Linked DNA regions of Cricetulus griseus: region 2 is linked to region 1. The links are chromatin contacts, called in public Hi-C maps. All regions are on one chromosome and are shown on one strand. The core of a region is the stretch at or near the end of the contact, and the rest is flanking DNA. Distances in the headings are between cores, read along the strand shown. Region 1 overlaps Septin9 (septin-9). Region 2 overlaps Septin9 (septin-9).

Evidence for each region. Hi-C and Micro-C count contacts between places; a contact is called where the count stands out from the background.
Region 2: a Hi-C map of the CHO-K1 cell line shows a contact between it and region 1, with 8 times the contacts expected there. The contact joins two enhancer-like sites. A contact is called at or near these places in 6 of 8 Hi-C or Micro-C datasets (the CHO-K1 cell line, the CHO-S cell line, fibroblasts and 1 more).

The regions. Positions count from the first base shown.
Region 1 is chr7:129,798,736-129,804,933 of CriGri-PICRH-1.0, reverse strand. All of the region lies in intron 1 of Septin9 (septin-9), which reads right to left. Among named protein-coding and RNA genes, the nearest start is that of Septin9, 9.4 kb to the right of the region's middle. Within about 2 kb of position 3,248, at least 2 of the 6 cell types and tissues checked have open chromatin away from gene starts, as enhancers often do.
Region 2 is chr7:129,909,310-129,915,507 of CriGri-PICRH-1.0, reverse strand. It overlaps Septin9 (septin-9), which reads right to left. Exons shown (of 12, transcript XM_027425556.2): 4 at 1,905-2,096; 5 at 217-345. Among named protein-coding and RNA genes, the nearest start is that of Septin9, 120 kb to the right of the region's middle. Within about 2 kb of position 2,792, at least 1 of the 6 cell types and tissues checked has open chromatin away from gene starts, as enhancers often do.

The DNA of each region.
Region 1 (6,198 bases), core at 1,999-4,498:
GGTGCCTATGGTGGTCAGAAGAGGGCAACAGATCTCCTGGAGCTGGAATTACAGATGATTAAGAATCACCATGTGGGTGCAGGGAACCTAGCCCAGGTCCTCTGTAAGAGCAACCAGCATTCTTAGCCACTGAGTCATCTCTCAGAGATGCAATCTCTCTCTGAAGTCCAGGAAGACCATGAACTTCCTGTGTATCAAACTCTTGTTGATCCTCCTACCTCAGGCTCCTGGGTGCTGGAACCATGAGTGTGAGCAACCACACCTGCTGTGCAAGCTATCAGCAATCAGCAAAAGGTGACTACTGAATGGGTTTGTTGTCCCCGGAGGTGGACACTCAAGCCGTCATTATCACAAGGACTCAGTTCAGGGACACACTGGAAAAGCACTATCCATGCTCAGGTGGCTTGGTGCACCTCAGCTCTGTGCTTCAAACCCTTTCAAACCTCACCCAGTGCCTGGCTGTTCATTTCTAGTCTTCAAAAGAGCCTTCCTGAGAGGCTGGAGAGATGGTGCAGCCCATACTAGTCTTGCAAACCTGGTTTTGGCTGGTAGTTCACAACCACCCATAACTCTAACTGCAAGAGAATCTGTGCTCTCTGAGCACTTGCACACATGTACACACACACACACACACACACACACACACACACACGCGCGCGCGCACACACACACAAGCACACATACACACAGCCACACACACTCGTGTGCACACATGTATACACACAAGCACACATACACAGGAGCACATACACACACCCATACACACTCGTGTGCACACATGCATGCACACACATGCTCATGCACATACACACGTGTGCACACTCATGCACACATGCACACACACATGCTCATGCACACATTCATACCATGCACATACACACATATGCACACTCATATGCACACTCATGCACACACATATGCTCATGCACATACACACGCATGCACACACGCACACACACACATGCTCATGCACACACACACGTATGCACACACATGCACACATGCATGCACACACATGCTCATGCACACACACATATGCACATGCACACATGCACACACACATGCTCATGCACACACACACGTATGCACACACATGCACACATGCATGCACACACATGCTCATGCACACACACATATGCACATGCACACATGCACACACACATGCTCATGCACACACACACATATGCACATGCATGCACACATGCATGCACACACATGCTCATGCACACACACACACACACACGTATGCACACACACATGCTCATGCAATACACATTTATACACACGCATGCACACATGCACGCACACACATGCTCATGCACACACACATATGCACACGCATGCACACACTTAAATATAATAAAAATAAGTCTAAAACAATCTTCCTCCTAGACTGGCAACCTTAAGTAAAGGGCTCCCCGTGTTGTATGAGCAGCTTCAGCAAATGAACTGAGCCCCAAGACAGTGCCTCAATACACGCTGATTAAATTAGTCAAAATTTCCAGAAAACCAGACTTGCTGAGTGACATCCAAGGAAGGGCAGCCTTAAGGAACTGAACCCCAACCCATGGAAGCCTATATCGCCTGTAGACAAATGACAGCTGGTATGAATTACAGGGCCTCAGAGTCCTCCACAGTGAGGGGCTGCCTGGTGCTCGGGGACGCTGTCGCCCCCACTTGTGTTAGGGGCACCCTGATGTTATGAGAGGGTCCCAAGAGAAACAGTCTATCTGCTCTACAAATATATACGGCACTTCAGTCTACAGTAGTGCCGAAAGCTACAGTCCTCAGGAAGAAATCAAACACTCACAAGAGGTGACTGAAAAGTCTGAGAGAAGCACAGCTATGGAGGCTGTCGGCAGAGCGACGAGGACTTCGCGTGTTTGCATTTGTGTGTGCGCGTGTGGAGGTCAGTGGGCAATTCTGGGAGTCAGTGTTCTTCTATCATGTAGCTTCTGGGAGGCTAACTCAGGGCGCCAGGGTTGGTGGCAAGCATCTTCACCTTCTCAGACACCTGCTCCCAACTCTCTCTATCTGCCCCACCCCTTTTTAAGGTTTGATTTATTTATTTGAGCCAAGGTCTCACACTATAGCCCTGGCTGACCTAGAACTCACAGAGGCCTGCCATGCTCTACCTCTCAAGTGCTGGGGTCACTGTGTATACAACCAAACTGGCCTTTTCCTTCTTTTTAAAAATTAAAAAAATTCTATTTACCTGTGTGCGTTCACACACTCACACACACGTGTGCACAACACACTCACACTTTCACACGTGTGCGCATACTCACACACTCACACACGCACACTCGAGTGCACAAACTCACACACGTGCACGCTCACACACACGCGCACGAGCACACACACACGTGTGCACCTGCCTGTTTGTATGTGCATCACTTGCAATGCTACAGAGTCCAGAGAGGGAGTCAGAACTCCTAGAACTTGAGTTATAGGCAACTGTGCGCCACTATGTGGGTGCTGGGAACCAAAGTCAGGATCTCTGGAAGAGCAGCCAGTGCCTGACTGCTGAGCCATCTCTCCAGCCCTTCTTGCTTATTCTTCAAGGCTCAGTCAGCCCAGGTGGCCCTCAAACTCACCATGGAGCTGATGCTCTTGAACAGATCTCGTGCCTCTATCCCTTGAGCGCTGGGGTGACAGGTGTTGTCCATCACCAAGTATGGTTTCTGTGGTGCCAACTCCTCCTACATCCCCAGCCCTCAAATGATTTCCAAGGGAAGTGCCCAAACCACACAACAGGGAAAGAAATGTTAGCAGGAGAAGCCAAGCAACTGCAAGGACATAGAAAACAACACCGACAACACGAACATTGATCCCACCTTACACCAGACACAAAGCTGAGGCAGAAGAACTAAAATGATAAACATACTAGAAGAAAACTGACTGTATCTTCGCAACTTAGTGCAAGACGATTCTTACAGAACACAGAAAGTGAAAAGCACAAAGGGGGAAAAAAAAAAAAACACGATTAACAAAACCAATAGCCAAGCCACAGACTGGAGTAAACTCTCTTAGCAAAGCACACATCCGACAAAAGACCAATATCCAGAAGTAATGAGGAAGAGTTGAGCCATCCAATTTGAAAATGAGCAACAGATTTCAGAAAGATATTTTACAAAGGAAAAATACATGAATAGCTAGGAAGGCCATGAAAATGTGCTGGGCCACATTAGTCATCAGACAGATGCAAAATTAAAGCCAGAGTGAAACAGCACAACCCGCCCACCGGAATGACTAAAATTTAAGAGTGACAGCAGCCAGTGTTGGCCTGAATGCAGAGCAATCAGACCGCTGCACACTGCCGCCGGGACTGAAGTTACATGGCCACTTTGGGTCTAGCGGTTTCTTCCAGAACTAAACAGACACTGATTCTAAGTGCCACTCAGGTTAGGTGCTTCCACAAGACAAATGAAGGCAGTGTCCAGGATAAGACACTCATCATGGAGCCCCAACCAGAAGCAACCAGAGGAAACAGGAAAATGTAAAAGCCACAGAAAGGTCAGGTGAGGAGCACAACCCAGTTGTAAGGTGGAACAAGCCATGGGGACCCACAGTGGCAAGCATGACTCTGCCAACATTCAAATCAGATAAGGGAGTGCAGTGTGGGGAAATTCCCTGGGGGACACAAAGCCACTAACTGCAAAGGAAGGGACAGGGGGACTCCCGGGGACGATGCCAGTGTTCGGTGTTGTGGCTGCAGGCAGGACACACAGTGCATTTACCTATCAAAATTCTCAGGACGGCACGCCCAACGTCTGAGCGGCACAAAAATGTGGAAAGAGAATCACTGTGGTTAAAGAAACATGAGCAGAGGGGAGTGAAGGTCATGCGAACTGATGTCTGCAACTTATTAAAACTGTGTCTCGGTAGCTAGGTCTGGTGGCACATGCCTGTAATCTCAGCCCTCAGGATATGGAGGCAGAAGGATCAGAAGCTCAAGGCCAGCCTTGGCTATATAATGAGTTTGAGGGTAGCTTTGGCTACATAAGACTCTGTCTCAAAGACAAATTAATGAATTAGTCAATAATATTTGTCTGGAGAGAGCCTGACAGTTGGTGGACTCATGATAGAGTCCAGGAAGAGGTGTGTGGGTAATCACACTTATTTATTTATGGTTTTGAGACAGGGTTTCTCTGTGGCTTTGGAGCCTGTCCTGGAACTCGATCTATAGACCAGGCTGGCCTGGAACCCAAAGAGATCCACCTGCCTCTGCCTCCCGAGTGCTGGGATTAAAGGCGTGCGCCACCACTGCCCTGCTCCATCTTTCTTCTATGTTTGAAATATTTCTCAGAAAGTTAGAAAAATGTGGCCGGGGAGATGACTCACTTGGTAAAGAAAGCCCTTTCAGAGGCATGAGGACCTGGGTTTAGTTTCTGGCACCATGTAAAAGCTAGATTTGGCTGCACAGGCGTGTAATCACCCAGGGCCCACATAGAGAGAGCACTGACTCCCAAAAGTTGTCTTCACCCATGCGCGCGCGCGCGTGCGCGCGCGCACGAGCACGCGCGCGCACACACACACACACACACACACACACGCACACACGCACACACACACAGAAGTATTTTTTAAAAACAAAGGTGGAAAGGATAGGAGAAGACAATGTCGACCTCCACACACTTGTGCACACAAACACACAAAACAAAGTGATTGAAAAACAATTGAGAGATTGAAACACATCAAACAAAACCTAGGAAAAGAAAATAAAATGCAGTAAGAACCTGTAGGCATTCCCCCTTTATTCCCCGCAGGTACCATCCAGTTAGAAGAGGAAATCGGATGACCTCTGTTCCCTGGAGTTCACCTTGCTGCTCCCTGAGAGCAGCAGCAGCAGCGGCCTCCACCACAGCAGCAGCTCACATCCCCCTTCTGGAGATCCAAGCTAATGGTGCCCAGGTATACTGGGCTTTTAAGAGCTTGCACCGCCCCCTGCTGGACAAAAGGATCCCTGCAGCTGCCCCTATATTGCCTGCAGTTAGCAAGCCAGCCCCTTGCTTGGCCACCAACAAATACCCTGCAAATAGAGGTGTTGGTGCACAGGCATTGCCTGTCTGTAGAATACACTATGTCCACACTGAGTACCCAGGTCCTGGAGGATGACCCCTACCCACCAACACACATCACAGAGGCAGACTGAGGCTACCCACTCCAGACAGAACACCACTACCACACACAAACAACACACACACCGGTCCCTTCCTCTCCACCCTGGACTGGAACACTGGGCAGAACCCTGAATCTGCAATACATATTTTCTTCTTTTAAAAAATATTTATTTATTATTTTATTTTATGTGTATGGATATTTTTGCTTGCATGCGTATCCTTGCACAGTTTGTGTGTGTCTGGTACCTGCTAAGGCCAGAAGAGGATTTACTGGAGGTGTGAGCTGCCATGTGGGTGCTGAGGACCAACCTGGGTCTTCTGCAAGAGCCTTAACTGACTGGCTGATGGTGGTGTACACCTTTAATCCCAGGACTCGGGAGGCAAAGGCTGGCAAATTCCTGAGTTCAAGACCAGCCTGAGTTCCAGGACAGCCAGAACTACACAGAGAAACTCTGTCTCAAAATAAATAAATAAATTAAAAAACAAAACAAAAGCATTAACTGCTGCGCCATCTCTCCAGCCCCTGTAGTGTTTTCGTCATTATTGATGGCAATGCCCCGTGACATCTGTCATGAACAAGTCAGCACACACACGGCTGAGAGCCTGGCATTGAAGAATCTGCTGCTGAGGACGTCAGCTGGCCTCACCCAAGTCCAGACTGAGGGCTGCCCGTGAGCAAGGGCAAACAGAGAGGGACACCAAAGATCCCAGAACTCAGGAGCTGGGGAGAGTGCGGCTCTGAGCCACACCACCGTGAGTCAGGGACCAAGTCTTTGCCACTCCACTTTCACAATGGCCTCATCTACTTACACCCTTACCTGCCTCCAACAGCAGAGCCTTTGTTCTTCATGTCCTCTCTGCCCACGGATTTTGAACTGTTGGTTTTGTATGGCTTCTCAGGCCCTGAGTCAGTCCACCCCCAAGGAAGGGCTTCTAGTAACTCCCCCAAAACTTATATCTCAACCTGGGGAGTGGCTCAGTCAGTACAAGCACTTGTCTTGCAAGCATGAGGACCTGCGTTCAAACCACAGCACTGAGCACATAGACACGGTGGATCCGAGAGAGAAGGAGAGGG
Region 2 (6,198 bases), core at 1,543-4,042, 110 kb before region 1:
CAAGCCCTCACACTGCCTGACCAGCCTGGGGTGTCCCAAGATCGGCTGTGATGACAGCTGGGGTGATGCCAAGGAGAAAGCGACCTCTAGTAATGGAGTTTGGGTGGTGCCTCGGCCTGGTGGGGCGCAGACCATGCCTACTCACAGTCTCATGTAGCCAGAGGGTACATGACCTTGACCCCACACTCTGGGAAAAGGGGGTCCCATGGAACTGACCGTGGGTAATGGACTTGATTTCGATCGTCTTGGGGATGCGTTCCTCCGAGATGGGCTGCACTGACTTCCGGCTGATTTTGGACTTGAAGAGGGTATTGATTAAGGTGGACTTCCCGAGGCCACTCTGCCCTGGGGAGGGAAGGGGAGGCCGGTCAGGAGGCTCTCCAAGAGCACAGCTTATGGCTAAACCACACTGTGACCACTGGGTTCACAACATCCTTAGATAGCCCCACCTGGGGCTTCACCTCCTAAGCAGACATCCAGGGTTGAGTTTAAACACACAATGTGGGGCTTTGGGGCCTGGCTTGACTTGGCCAGAGCTCCTTCCTGGCCTTAGAGAAGCTACTCAAAGCAGGAAGGAACACTAAGACTCTAGAGGAACGGGTCCAGATAGCTACAGAGGATGACAGCCCCAAAGACAGGTGGAGGCTATCTGTGAATCTGGACAGAGCAGACACACACAGACACAGTTCCCCAGACAGTGGGGGAAGCCACCTGACTCTATTTGGTTTAGGACGTCACCCTATGGGAGCGTTTGCCCAGATACCACCCTGGAGAATCAACAGAGTGAAAAACTGGGTCATAGACCAGGTATGGTGGTGCATCTTAATCCCAGCACCTGGGACGCAAAGGCAGGCAAGGTCTCTGAGTTCAAGGCCAGCCTGGTCTACAGATCGAGTTCCAGCCTAGTCACAAAGTGAAACCTGATGGGGTTGTCCTTCTGTGTATATGTTTCTCTTAATGGTTGATGAATAAAACACTGTGTGGCTAGTGGCCAGGCAGGAAGGATAGGAGAATTCTGGGAAATGTAGTCAGATAGGAGTCGCAGTGTGAGCCTGGGAAGTGAGGACACACCAGGCATTCTCTGGGAAGCCAAGACCACGTGGAAATACACAGATTAATAGGAATGGGTTAATAATTAAGACAGAGCTAGCCAATAAGGAGCCCTCGCCGCCACTGGCCAATAGTATTATAATTAATATAAATCTCTGAGTGTTCATTTTGGGGCTCAAGAGTGGAGGGACATGCCTAGCTAGAAAATCTCCATAACAGAAACCCTATCTCTAAACAAACAAACAAACAAACAAACACAATTGGCTTGTTTCTTCCAGCCAAGCAGATCCCCTTTCACAAGGGTTCAGAGAGGACCTCGTGTGTGTGTGTTTGTGTGTGTGTGTGGGGGGGGTGTCAAGGGTTTTCTGTGCCTGCTGCACACAGCCCATCCAGCTCACACTCATTATCTGCCTACCACTGGTGACTTCTAGCTCTCCACGGCCGCCACAGGAGGAAGAAAGTGGCTACGACACCCCACTTCCTGGGTGAGCAACTTAGTTGTGCCTCCAGGAAGCCTCCAGCCAAGCCTGGGGCAATAACAAGGGGTCACTCAGCAGAACTCGGAGCTGGAGGCCGCTGTTGCTGGTCACAGAGGGCTTAGTGGATGTGGTCCCTTGCCTCAGCACATGCCCCCATATCTGTCACTTACCAGGTGACATTAAGTGAGAGCTGTCCCCTCACTTTACAGGGGGAGGACATTTTGAGAGTTGCTTGAGTGCTGGGGCAGAGGCTGGCTCCCTGCACGGGCTTGGAGTGGCAGGATGGGCGTGTGGCCAGCAGAGGGCCTCTAACACTCACCAACCAGCAGAGGGCCTCTAACACTCACCAACCAGCAGAGGGCCTCTAACACTCACCAACCACCATGATGTTGAACTCAAAGCCCTGCTTCATGGCCTTCCTGCGCATCTGCTCCAGGATGGAGTCGATCCCCACGTAGCCAAAGTCCACGGGGGCCTTCTCATTCCGTGGCGCGGGTGCTTGCTTGAGCATGGCATCTCTAGGGCTGTCAGCCATGTCGCCAACACAGCTGGGAGCCACTTCGGAGCCTGTGGAGGGAAAAACGGAGAGAGGCTTTAGAACAGCATGCAGAGTTCAGTAACTTGCCGGAGGAACTCTGTGGAATACCTCAGAACTGAAGTTCCCTGCATTGTGCCATCCGACAAGCCCACACCCCTCAGCCACGTGCCTCTCAGGGCTGTCTCTGCCGCTTTGCCACACAGGGCTCCCCCTCATGCATGCCCTTCATCTCTGCTCAGACAGCCTGAGGTAGCTGTGGGACCCGGGGCCCTTCACAGTGCAACAGGTTCACAGGGGAGGGGTGATAGGACCCCTATTTGCCTCTTCCAGATCTGAGACACCCTCACTGGGAATGCCTCTACTCCCAGGCACTTGACCCATGCAGTCCTGAGGCAAAACAGTCTTCCCAGACTGGCAGACACCAGGTGCCCCTCACCCTCAGGCAAAGGCCAGTTTGTTTAGTAGGTCTGTACATAAGCCAAGGGTTAAACTTGAAAACCTCAGCTTCCTTCAGTAGGCTTCGGTTTAACAGTCCTTTCCCTTCTGGGGAAAAAACGGTAAACTCAAGCTGACTCTTTCCCCCACATCCACAACCAACTCTGGAGCTACGGCAGGCATTTCTCTCCATTTTACTGGCATGGCCAGCCGGACCTGCACTTCCTCTCTGCGGGCCCGCTGCCCCACCCCCCTAGGATCGAGTGGTAGAACAGAAGGAAGAAGAGGTTTGCAAAGCCAGCTTCAGGAAGGAGGCATGCGGACCACCCCCACTGCCAGGGGCTGGCTGGATCAGTCCCTTCCTGTTTCTCTGCCTCCATGGGGGTACAGTCACCTCTACTTCCTGGCACTGGGGAGCAACCAAACAAGAGAATACTTGTAAACACACCAGGAGCTGCCAGAGGCTCCACACGTGTGTGTCCCCAAACAATGACAAAGGCAGGTCCTAGGGCAGGGTGCCATCAGAAGCATCCGCAGCCCGAGTCAGGGCAACATTCCTCTCCACCAGGCTTCGGGAGTGTCAGCTCCTCACTCAGAAACACTTCCCGGGGTCTCCAGCAACTTTCAGGAAACAAAGACAGTGCAACTGCAACATCTGGCCCTAGAACCTGTGGCTCCTGGGGCCGCTTCCTGGAGAATGACAAGGGGCCCAGCCTTGCCGTGCGGTTCAGGCCTCGTCCACGTGACTAAAAATTGCTTCCATCTGCCTGAGAGTCTGAGACCCACTTTGCTCCCCCCCCACCTCTCCGCTGAGCATCGAGAGGAGGAAGAGCTGTCCCCCAACTTTCTAATCACCCCCAGTCAAGGAAGGTTTGCCTCAGCCCCAGGTGGCCCTTCTACAAACATCAAGGCTCACAGCAGAAACTCAAACCAAACTAAACATTCAGCCTTCCAGGGGCCCTGCTTGAGAAATAATAAGAACACAGAAAAGCCCCAGCCTTCCCTGGGGGGCTGGAAGCTCTTCTGCTCACCCCTGTGACCCTTTCCACTGGGACACTCCCCATCCACCTGCCCGGCTGGTTGGGAGGTAGACCCTCCACCCAGGGTCGCCTTCGCGCCAAGAATGTGAGCGACCAGAGGCCTTCGCTGACCTCACCCTATCATCACCTATGTCAACAATGCGTTACGGCCACTTCCGCCTTGAAAACAATGTGTGGTAAAACTTAATTTACCATCTTAGCCATTTCTGAGGCACAGGTAAGGCCACTCCCGGAGGCCCTGACCGGCCTCCGACCGGCCTCTGGAAACCTTCATTCTAAGATGCTTGGGTAAGCAGGGGTAGGTGATCTCTGACTTTTGGCCTATTTCATACAGAATAATGTCCTTAAGATTCATCCATGCTATAGAATGTGCCTTTTAAAGGCCAACAATATTCCTTTAATGAACACATTTAAAAACCTCAATTCATATGATTTTATTTTTAAAGTTTTTTTTTTATTTTTAATCATACGCATACAAGTATGTCTGTGTATGGGTATGTGTGCCTTCGTTCAGTGGCCCACAGAGGCCAAAGGAGGGCATCAGATCCCCTCTGGAGCTGGAATTACAGGAAGCCAGCTGTGAGATGCCAGATGGGGGTGCTGAGCTCAGTCCTCTGGAAGAGCAGTCTGTGCTCCCCAGGCTCAGCAGTGAGTCTTTTATCCATAGGCATGTGAGGGATTGCTTCTGGTTGGCTGGTGTGAACGCTATGGTGTGAACATGGGTACACAGGCGCTCTTTGGAGCTTAGGCTAGCTCTCTCTTCCTTTCTCCCTTCCCTCTTCCCCTCAGACCCTATCTTATATGCTGTCTGGTCTGGCTTCAAATCCACTGACGCCCCTGCTTCAGCCTCCTGAATACTGTGATTACCGGCATAAATTATCATGCCCAGCCAGACTTTGCTTTCAACGGTTCTGGACACACACTCGGATGTGAGCTGTTCTATTTTTATTTTTGAGGAACCAGCATAGTTCATCCACGTGACCTCTGAGCAATGGAGACTGAGCTAGTTCAGGAGGGATGCGCTGTAAGAATCTGTTTTAGCTGATTTCAGTTTGAATTACCTACGTGTTCCTGACAAGTGTGTGAGGCCGCCTGGACTCCCACTCTACAGAGGGGAATGGCACTGCATGACACACTGATTCTTTTCTGAAACACACTGGATGGTCCGATGAACAAGATAAGACCTTTGCTGAACGTGGCCCTCCCGGAACTTCCAGGAACTTCACCTGCTTACTGACAGTGAGTCCTGTACTCCTCGCCTGCCTAGAGGGCAGGAGAGTGTTCTCTGACACTCCTCAACCACCCAAGGCTGCGGCCTGCTCAGGGCCACCCTCAACTCCTAGCCCAGCAAGAAACAGAAAGGAGCTACTCAGGAAATAGCTAAACACCAGCAAGGGTGAAAGCACCTGCCACCAAACCTAATGAGCCAAGTCCCATATCTGAGACCCACGGCAGAGAACTGACTCTCTTAAATTGTCCTCAGACCTGGACATGAATGCTATGGAAGGGGCACATGCACACACACACAGACACACAGACACTCACACACTCACACTCACACAGACACACACACACACACACAGACACACACACTCACACACAGACACACACACACTCAGACACACACACTCACACACACACATAGATACACACTCACACACACTCAGACACACACAGACACACACACTCAGACACACACACACTCACACACACACTCAGACACTCACACACTCAGACAGACACACACAGACACACACACTCACACACAGACACACACACACTCAGACACTCACACACACACACTCAGACACACACTCAGACACACACACACAGACACACACACACTCAGACACACACACACAGACACACACACACTCAGACACACACACACTCAGACACACACACACTCACACACACAGAGACATACACACACTCAGACACACACACAGACACACACACACTCAGACACACACACACTCACACACACACACTCACACACACAGAGACATACACACACTCAGACACACACACACAGACACACACACACTCACACACACACACTCAGACACACACACTCACACACACACAGACACACACACACTCAGACACACACACACACACTCACAGACACACACACAGCTACAATGTTCACAGATGCATTAACAAACAATGCATGGTAAGAGCATCTGAGGGAACACGGCTCACCCATAAGAAGGAATAAAGTTAGAAACACAAAAGAATTCCAGTGAACCTTGAAAATACCAAACTGAGGGCGCTGGAGAGATGGCTCAGAGGTTAAGGGCACTGGCTGCTCTTCCAGAGGACCTGAGTTCAATTCCCATGGTGGCGCACAACCACCTTGAATGAGATCTGGTGCCTCTGCTGGCATGCAGGCATACATGCAGGCAGAACACTGTATTCATAATAAATAACTAAATCTTAAAAAAAGAAGAAGCCATACTGAGCTACACAAGCAGACTCTCCAAGGCACAAATGACTATATGAAACACCCAGAAGAGGCAAACCCACAGGGGCAGGGTTAGAGGAGACTTTAATGAGTGTGGAGTTTCCCTTCAGGGTGATAAAAACGTACTGGCCAAGCCAGGCGTTGGTGGTGCACACCTTTAATCCCAGCACTCGGGAGGCAGAGGCAGAG